2 separate regions of the Hordeum vulgare genome follow, and region 1 is linked to region 2. A link is a contact called in public Hi-C data. All regions are on one chromosome and are shown on one strand. The core of a region is the stretch at or near the end of the contact, and the rest is flanking DNA. Distances in the headings are between cores, read along the strand shown.

Evidence for each region. Hi-C and Micro-C count contacts between places; a contact is called where the count stands out from the background.
Region 1: a Hi-C map of seedling shows a contact between it and region 2, with 2.8 times the contacts expected there. The contact joins the promoter of LOC123412375 here to the promoter of LOC123411866 in region 2. A contact is called at or near these places in 2 of 6 Hi-C or Micro-C datasets (leaf and seedling).

Annotation. Positions count from the first base shown.
Region 1 is chr7H:186,798,684-186,803,336 of MorexV3_pseudomolecules_assembly, forward strand. LOC123412375 (auxin response factor 21-like) reads left to right here and starts at 2,341. Exons shown (of 13, transcript XM_045105321.1): 1 at 2,341-2,706; 2 at 3,598-3,696; 3 at 3,815-3,871; 4 at 3,992-4,147; 5 at 4,235-4,319; 6 at 4,507-4,597. The coding sequence starts at 2,551.
Region 2 is chr7H:186,378,883-186,383,320 of MorexV3_pseudomolecules_assembly, forward strand. It overlaps LOC123411866, which reads right to left and starts at 2,014. Exons shown (of 7, transcript XM_045104826.1): 1 at 1,420-2,014; 2 at 180-241; 3 at 1-100. The coding sequence starts at 222.

The DNA of each region.
Region 1 (4,653 bases), core at 1,091-3,590, 420 kb after region 2:
TCTCTCAGATAAATATCTTGGATTACCTGCAATGGTAGGTGTAGATAGGAGTGACTATTTTGAACACTTCTGTGAGAAAATAAAAAAACTCCTGAAAGGATGGATGAAAAAACAACTCTCAATAGGGGGAAAGGAAATCTTATTGAAAGCAGTAGCTCAATCCGTCCCTGTGTTTGCTATGTCAGTTTTCTGCCTACCCAAGGGAGTTTGTAAGGATATTATGGATGTTATTGCTCAATATTGGTGGGGGGATGACGAGGAAAATATAAAAAATGCATTGGTTCTCGTGGTGGAAACTTTGTATACCAAAGAGTGATGGGGGTCTAGGTTTTCGTGACCTACACTCATTCAACTTGGCGCTACTTGCAAAACAGTGTTGGAGGTTGATCATCAACCCGGAGTCTCTCTGTGCTCGCATTCTGAAGGCAAAATATTACCCCAATACAGATTTACTGCATGCTGGACCAAAAGCTGGATCTTCTTATACATGGCAAAGCTTGGTAGCTGGATTGCCTACTTTCAAAAGAGGGTATATTTGGCGAATTGGTTCGGGAGAGAATGTGAGTATATGGAATGATCCTTGGATCCCCACCAGCCCGGACAGGAGAGTGATAACTCCTCGTGGACACATATTAATCTCAAGGATGGTGGAGCTAATTGATCCTATTACCGTGCAATGGGATGAACAATTGATACAGGATATTTTTATCCTGTGGATGTAACTAGAATTCTGCAAATACCGCTAGATTTCCAAGCCTTTGATGATTTTATTGCATGGCATCTGACAAAGCACGGGAGATTTACGGTTAAAACCGCATATCATGAACAATGGTCGCATAAGTATAGAGGTCAATATCATCCAAATTCATCATCAACGAGTAACATGCAAGCAGTGATTTGGAAGGAGTTATGGGAGCTTCAAGTGCCATGGAAAATTCAAATCTTCTATTGGCAGGCATTGAGAGGAATCATTCCGTTGAAATCCATCCGTGCTAATTGACATATACCTATGGATGGAGCTTGCCTAGTGTGTCACAGGGGGGCTGAAGACTTACGCCATATGTTGTTCCAATGCAAGTTAGCAAAGAGCCTATGGGCCGGTTTGGGTCTAACAGATTGTATCGACTTTGCTGTACAAGTGGATAGATCGGGATCAGCAATTCCGGAATTTTGTTGTTGGAGTTGGACCAACCTTTGCTAATGATGCCAAACTTGAAGAAAAAGGAGGTGAATGCGACTAGATGCTGATATCTCTGGTGGCTGCGTCGTCGACACACTCATCATGATTCTATTCCTTCTAACTTCAGGTGGCATATATCTATCCTCGCAATAGTTAAAAATTATACAATTTTTGTGATGAACAAAAGAGCACCGGTGGAGTATAGGTGGAAGAGACCGGAGCCAAGATTCTTAAAGCTTAATGTTGATGCATCATTCCATGCGAATGAAGGGGCTGGTTCTGTTGCAGGTGTACTACGAGATGAAAGAGGAAATTTCATTGCAGGGTTTTGTAAATTTATACCATTTGCAGCGGAAGTTGTGACCATTGAAGCAATGGCAATGCGAGATGGATTATTACTAGCGAACTCCTTGGGTTTCAACAGAGTAGAAGCGAAATCAGATTCGCTGAGCGTCATCAATTGTTGTCAAGGACAAGATCAATGGTGGGATGCAGCTGCAGCTGCAGCGGTCTTTGCCGAATGCATAGATTTGTCTACGTCGATAGGAAAGGTCATCTTTTATCATTGTTTTCGTGAAGCAAACTCAGTTACTCATGAGCTAGCAAAATTTAGTTTTTGTAATAAACGGAATGACAGTTGGACTAACGAACCTCGTGAGTTCCTAGTTAGCCAATTGATGAACGATGGAACTATTGTCTGAGTTTTAATAAAGCTAGCCATGATGGACTTTCTAAAAAAAGGCTACTGAATAAGATTTTTTGATAAATATTTATAAAATAACAAATGAATGTAAATATATAAAGACGGTTGAAGATGCTCTGATGCTGCGGCACGTCCGCTGTGTATTTTTTGAGAAAAGTTAACGTACCTTTTGGGTCTCAGAATCGAATCAAAAGGCCACCTAAGCTATTGCACATTTTTCTTTCTGTCTGACGCATCCTGCAAAATTTTCTATTGCCCCGCAGATTTTTATTCCATTTCACGCATTCCCCCCTGAATCCTGCGCCCTGTGCCCGCCCTCGAAAGCTCTTACGCGCGCCTGATTCCCGGAGAAACAATTATCCCGCGCCCGTGCGAGGCTAATCAATCAATGAACTAATCATCGAAGCCTGCAGGCAATTTAACAAAGCCGAGCAGTACGGCGGCCAGCGCGCTCCGCCACTGCCCACTGGCCACAGCACGGCGCTCCCGCAGACCGCAGTATTATATTACTCTTTCCTTCGCTCCGCCCGAGTGTTTTCCTCTCCTCGGGAGCTGCTCCGTCCCTCCTCTCCCCCCTCCCACCCTCGCCGGCGACCCGCCGATGCCACCCGGGCGGCGGCGGCGGAGGCGGGGGCACCAGTGACCGCGGCCGTGCGCGGCGCGGACGATGGCGGCGCCGGAGGGCTCTGGCGCCGGCGGCGGGGAGGGGCCCAGGGGGAGCAGGGTGAACCAGGAGCTGTGGTACGCGTGCGCGGGGCCGCTGGTGGCGCTGCCGCCGCCGGGGAGCCTCGTCGTCTACTTCCCGCAGGGGCACAGCGAGCAGGTATGGCCGCCCAGCTCCTGCTTCCGATGACTCTTGCTGATCAAAGCTGTTGCTTTCCTCCCCCTCTCTGGAGTCTGGACGAGGAAAAAACGCTCCCTTTTTTTTTGGTCTTCTCTTCTTTCTCTTGTCCCTTTCTGGCCGCCTCGTGCTCGCGGGCGCGCTCATGATTCCTCCCTCCCCGCGATAGCCGCCGGCACGAAGCGGCCTCATGGTCGCTTCATCTCCGTGTCCGGCGGCTGGCAGCAGACAACCATATATTAGTCAACTCATGGTTCTTGAGCCCCTCGGTTTCGTCTTGCAGACAGACAACTGCTTTGTTTTAGTTCTTGATTGATTGAGAGGCAAATCTAATTCTTTTCCCGGTGACTTTGTCTTCAGTAGTGTAGTGTGAGAGAATCTTGGAATTTATTTTCGAATAGAAGATAAGAAATTTGGGAGCTGGATTTCTACCTAGAGTTTTGGTCTTACTCTTACGGTCTTACCCTGTTCCAAGTCTCAACTCTGAGGACATGCAACCTTTTTTGGGCTTGGTTCATACTTGATCATATCCCTGCCAATGTTATCTCTGATGGGAACTCACATGGTACCCCGGTTGTCTGTCCCTATCTATCATGATGGACCAGAACCATGAAAGAATCACCGGGAAACACCTCTCGGTTCCTGGTTGTATCTCCAAGAATCACTTGCTTATATTAGGTATTAGAGATGGGTGCTTCTGATTTAGTGTGAGGTTTCATAGGAGCAATTCCTGTTTTCTGTGTAGAAGTTCAGTTGAGAGTCCATTAAAATCACATTATTACGAAAACCACTTGCAAATTTGCAAGTTGTATGCAAGTGGTCTGGAGTTCCAGTGCAAAAAAGAAGTATTTATTCCCTGATACGCAATGTCAGGTCGCAGCATCTATGCGAAAGGATGCAGACGCGCAGATTCCAAGCTATCCAAATCTTCCATCAAAGCTGATATGCATCCTCCACAGCGTCACTATGCAGGTAACCACTACCACTTTGAGCAAACACCACTAAGTGGACACCAGATGCGTGTCCTGTGCTCTTTTATGCGGACGATCTAACCTGTTGGCGTCATTGTTCTCTCGACAAAACTTGACAGTCTGATCCTGAGACGGATGAAGTTTATGCTCGGATGACTCTCCAGCCAGTTAGCAATGTAAGTGTCACTTCCTAAAGTTCAGAGAAATCGTTTTATTACGAGACGTACTTGTACTGCCATGGTTTTATAGTTCTTGCCTAAAAATGGGTTGGGGATTGTAACTGCTAGGTGACACAGTGTGACAAGGAGATATTGCTGGCATCAGAGCTTGCCCTGAAACAAAACAAGCCACAAACAGAATTCTTCTGCAAAACATTGACCGCGAGTGATACGAGCACTCATGGAGGATTCTCCGTGCCACGGCGTGCTGCAGAGAGGATTTTCCCTCGTCTTGTAAGCATAGTTTATTTCTGATGTAAAATCATGTGTTGAGTGTTTTTTTTGGTTTGTTCTTATTTGTTCGAGTTGTACCATGTGTAGGACTTCTCATTGCAACCTCCTGCTCAGGAACTCCAGGCCAGGGATTTACATGATACCATTTGGACATTCCGTCATATATTTAGAGGCAAGTCAAATGTTTTTTTAGTTCCTCTCAACGCATGAATGAAAGCTGGTGGAAGTTAGCCAAGCCCATATTTTAATGTCATATATCTGTTTTGGCCTACAGTTCTGTTCCTTCATGATTTAATCCATTCGACTGTTTTCTTTGGAAGGAATAATGCACTAATTTCATGAGTGCTTCTCTTCACCAGGCCAGCCTAAAAGGCATCTGCTGACTACTGGCTGGAGCTTATTTATCAGTGGAAAGAGACTTATTGCTGGTGATTCAGTCTTATTTATTAGGTAAAATGTTGATGCCGATGTCTCCATTTATTTGTTGGACAGTCAGCTTTTTCCTG
Region 2 (4,438 bases), core at 764-3,263:
GATGTTCTTGAGTTGGACGGCTCATGTATTACCAATTGTGTTGGAGCGCTCGCTGCAATATTACGACGAGACCTCTTTCTATTGTTATGTTCCTCCACCACTGTTACAAATACTGCAATGTGAGCTATCAATGTTTAGGTTTTATACTAAAGACAAACGTTAAGGGACAGGATAATAACCTTCTTTTCCTTTAGTAGACCGTTGGCTTGGACATTGAGGCATTTTGCAAATGAATCTTCGTCTACGAGAAGTTATAAAGTTAGCAATGTAAAAGGAGTAGGGCGTTTCAGCACCCGGGCTCAGCTCCACCCCTCCTCACAAAAAAAATTGAAACAAATATTAGAAAAATTCAAAAAACTCCAAATGTTTTTTGGGTGGTAGACAATTTGATGCGTGAGCTTCGCTCCAAATTGCATCTTATTTGGACATATGAGAAGCTCTCAGAAAAAAAGACAAAATCTGGGTCTGTGAAAAAAGGTTGATTGTTCACGAATTTTCTGAGCCGATTTGTCTTTTTTGCTGAGAGCTGCTCAGATGTTCAAAGAAGATGAAATTTGGAGCGGACCTCACGCATGAAATTATCTACCACACAAAAAAAATTGTTTTTTTTTATTTTTTCTAGTATTTCTTTTTATTTTTTTCGTGAGCGAGAGCATCTGAGCCCGTGCTCTAGAGCTGTTCAACCATATGAATATTCATGGTCCTACTCCAAATGGCTACACACATGTTCTGTTTATAAATTACCATGGAAAGCACGACAAGTGTACCCAAAATAATTTGATTGGTAACCACAAGGATTATATTGTTTTCTGTCAGTATTTTTTATAAGTTTACTCGGACTGTATTTTGTTCGTTCTCTTTGCCTACATTCCATGATTTGTTACTCCTCTTTTGTTGTTTTCCGTTGTCTCTGAACTACCTATGTAAACCCATGCATATAGAATGCAGGTTTTTCCCTACAATGTAGGGCAATCCGGATGAGGTTTTCTGCTCATTTTCCATCCAATGATACTCGCATTCATTAATTTAAAAAAGAAAGCAGCTCGATCAATAGACAGGGTTGCTTGGCAGGTGCTTCTGAACCCATTCAAAGTAATAGCAATTCTCAACGGGTCTACCTCTGAAACTGCACTACTGTTCTTCTCTCAAACTCTTCAGAACTAAGCGTATTTCCTAACAAACCAAAAATCCTGGGCAATGTCAAACAGACAAAAAACTGCAGTAGTATATCAGTTGTCAATCCACCTGCAGCTGCGTCAAGGGTGCACGGGTTTACGCCAGTTCACGGACCTCCGGCACCGCGCGGGCACCGTCCATGTCATATTCCGGCCCACCCTCTTTCAGGAACTAAACTTTACTAATACTAAGCTATACACCAACTGATTCAGAATAAACATGATGTACCTTGTGGAGACGTACAGGAAGTGAGTGTCCGAAGAGGCCGATGTGCTCGGATGGAAGGGGAAAAGGCAGCTTAGACCAAGACGAACTGTCTGCTTGCTCGTGGACGGAGCGCCGCGCTGCGAAGGTGAGATGGCGCTGCAGTCCCTGGCCGAGCTCGCCCGTAGGGGATGCGAGCTCCAAGAGGCTCAACGATGGCGAGCGAGCGTACGGGAAGGATAGCGTCCTCCACGCAATCCCTGGCACGGCGAGCGAGCACGGGTTTGCGGCTTCCTCGTTCCCGTGCGGGTGAGCGAGCGACTTGGCAGTGCGTATGAACTTCACGCAGTACTTGCGACGAGGAGCGAATAGGGCGGCAAAAACTGAATCTGGTGAAAGGGATGGGAACCTCGGGAGTAATCGGGCCATGCGGCATCGCGGTTTAAATTTTGAAGGGAGGGGTTGGATCTCAAGGCCGGCGACTGGGATTGGAGTACAGAGGCGGCAAGAGAGACGGGATTGGGGGAGGCTGTGAGAGTAGGAGGGGGGAGAGACGAGACGCATAGATTGGGGAGAATGGCCGGTGCTAGGAGCGCTTCAGAAGTCTTTCACGCAAAGGATAGGCAGGGTAGCGGTTCAACTCTTGCCACTCCGTGTATTTTTATTATCATCTCACCGAAGTGGGCAGACGGACCATCAACACCAACTGGCTCTTTTAAAGGAGTAAAGATTAATCGGAAACCCAGTGCAGTGTTTTTACGCCGCGCGACACAGTCCTCTAGCGCCTCTCGACAAGATCGGCTTCGGTGCATGAAGTCCAAACGGACGGCGACGGGGCCATCGGAAGTTGAGTGCTTACCTCGTATAGTAGCTGCAAAACAAGGTGTCCCGCGGCTACAAATAGTAATCCCGATCGCAAATCATGATCACCGCACAACTAACCGTTGCTTGGTAGGTTCGATCAGCCCTTCTCACCTTTCCGTCGACATCGAGATACAAAATCCTCCTCGGCAACACTTAACCAACTATTTTTATCCACCATGCTCAATCAAACAATTGTAAGGCTTCAGAAACTTACAATTCATGAAAGAAATGATGGTCTCTTGAGGATCTTGTGTTCCGGCCTCCTGTCCTGCAGGTGCTCTGCCAGGCCGTCGGTGTTGTCTGTACGTGTAGGCGCCGGGAACCTGACTACATGAGCACCATCGTCGCAGCATCTCTATCGTTGATATGATATTTTTTATTATGAATAGTTGTCTTTAGATTGTAGTGAATGGCAGATTAACGAGTTATTACAACATACGTGTACAGTAACAACCGAACTCGGTCGATGGACGATAGAGCAATCCTGCATATTGTCAGGTTTAAACTTAAGTTCAGTAGCCATGGTGGGATCATCATCATCGCCATGGAGTAGAAGTGTTCGCTTTCAGCATAAAATCCTGGACTGAACCTCTGTGTAGTGTTCGGTTCAGGGAGTAGTGTAGGTTTAGGCAAAAACCCTCGCTGATTTCTAGTTGGCCTAGTCGTGGGATGGCGCGACGGAATAGGAGGGCTGATGGAGTCGTCGAGGGCCACTTCATGCGCGCATGATGCGAATCGTGGGATGGCACGAGTCGCGAGGATTGCTGCCGTGAAGATAGCATCGGCCGTTGGTGGCCTTGTTTTTTTTCCTCTCAGTCGCTGTAACAGATTTCAGTTAAGTAAGAAAAGCCTGAAAAGCTGCGAGGCAGTTGTGCAGCAAATATTCTCTCTCCCTCTCGCGTGTGAGCTACTCTTCTTCTCGATCGCCGGTGAGCTCCGGCGAGACGCTAGCCGAAGGGGTTTCGCCCGACAATTGGTATCAGAGCCTCGTGCTCGACGACCTGTGAGGGATGACGGAACCCAGCAGTCCGGCAAAGAAGAACAACGAGATCAGCGGGGTGACGGGAGGCGCGATGGTTGTGCACCAGCGCGTCGTGCGTGACACCGGGGGCGCGTGGCCTATGCTCACGAGTACGAACTACTCCGACTGGGCCCTCCTGATGCAGGTCATGCTGGAGGCGCGACAACTCTAGGTGGCCGTCAATGACGGGACGCCGGAGCGAGACACTGACCGCACGGCAATGGAGTGCCTGTTGCGGTCGGTTCCCCCTGCGATGGTGTCCACACTCGCCGCGAAGGACACGACAAAGGACGCGTGGGACACGATCAAGACGATGCGGCTCGGCGTGAGCCGCGTCCGGGAGGCCAAGGCAACGGCCCTCCGCCGGCAATTCGAGGCGATCAAGTTCAGCGATGGTGAAAGCATCGATGACTTTGGTATGCGTCTCTCCTCTCTGGTCACGCAACTCGAGCTGCTTGGTGACAAGATCGGCGAGCCCGTAGTCGTCCGCAAGTTTCTCTCGGTCGTGCCCAAATTCTACTCCCCGATGGCGTGCGCGATCGAGACACTGGTGGACCTGAACACACTCCCTCTCGAAGAGCTGATCAGGAGGCTTATGGCGGCGGAGGAGAGATACGAACTCGACACCGCGCCCGGAGCGGGTGACAACGTCGGCATGCTGCTTCTCACGGAGGAGGAGTGGTTTGCGCGCATGAAGCAGCGGGAAGGAGATGGGTCCTCGAACAGCACCGGTCGGGGGCGCGGCCGTGGCCGCGGCCGTGGGCGTGGACGCGGAGGACACGGACAGAGCTCGGGCCGTGGCGGAAGCTGCGGCAACAAATACAAGGACATCTGACGCTACTGCAAGCAAGTGGGGCACTGGGCATGGGAATGCAAGTCCAAGCCCAACGGGGAGGCGCATCTCGTACAGGCGGGCCCTGATGATGAGGAACCAGGGCTGTTGATGGCCCAGGTATGCGGCCTGTTCGACAACAACCCCGACACGGCGCTGGCTGCTCTCGTCCATCTCGTCGAAGACACTATCCAGGCCAACCTCGGACACGAGGGGAACGGTGGCTGTGGAGTGTGGTATCTGGTCTCTGGAGCATCCAACCACATGATGGGAGATCGCTCCATTTTCGCCGAGCTCGACACCACCGTTACTGGGACCGTCAAGATGGGAGACGGATCCAC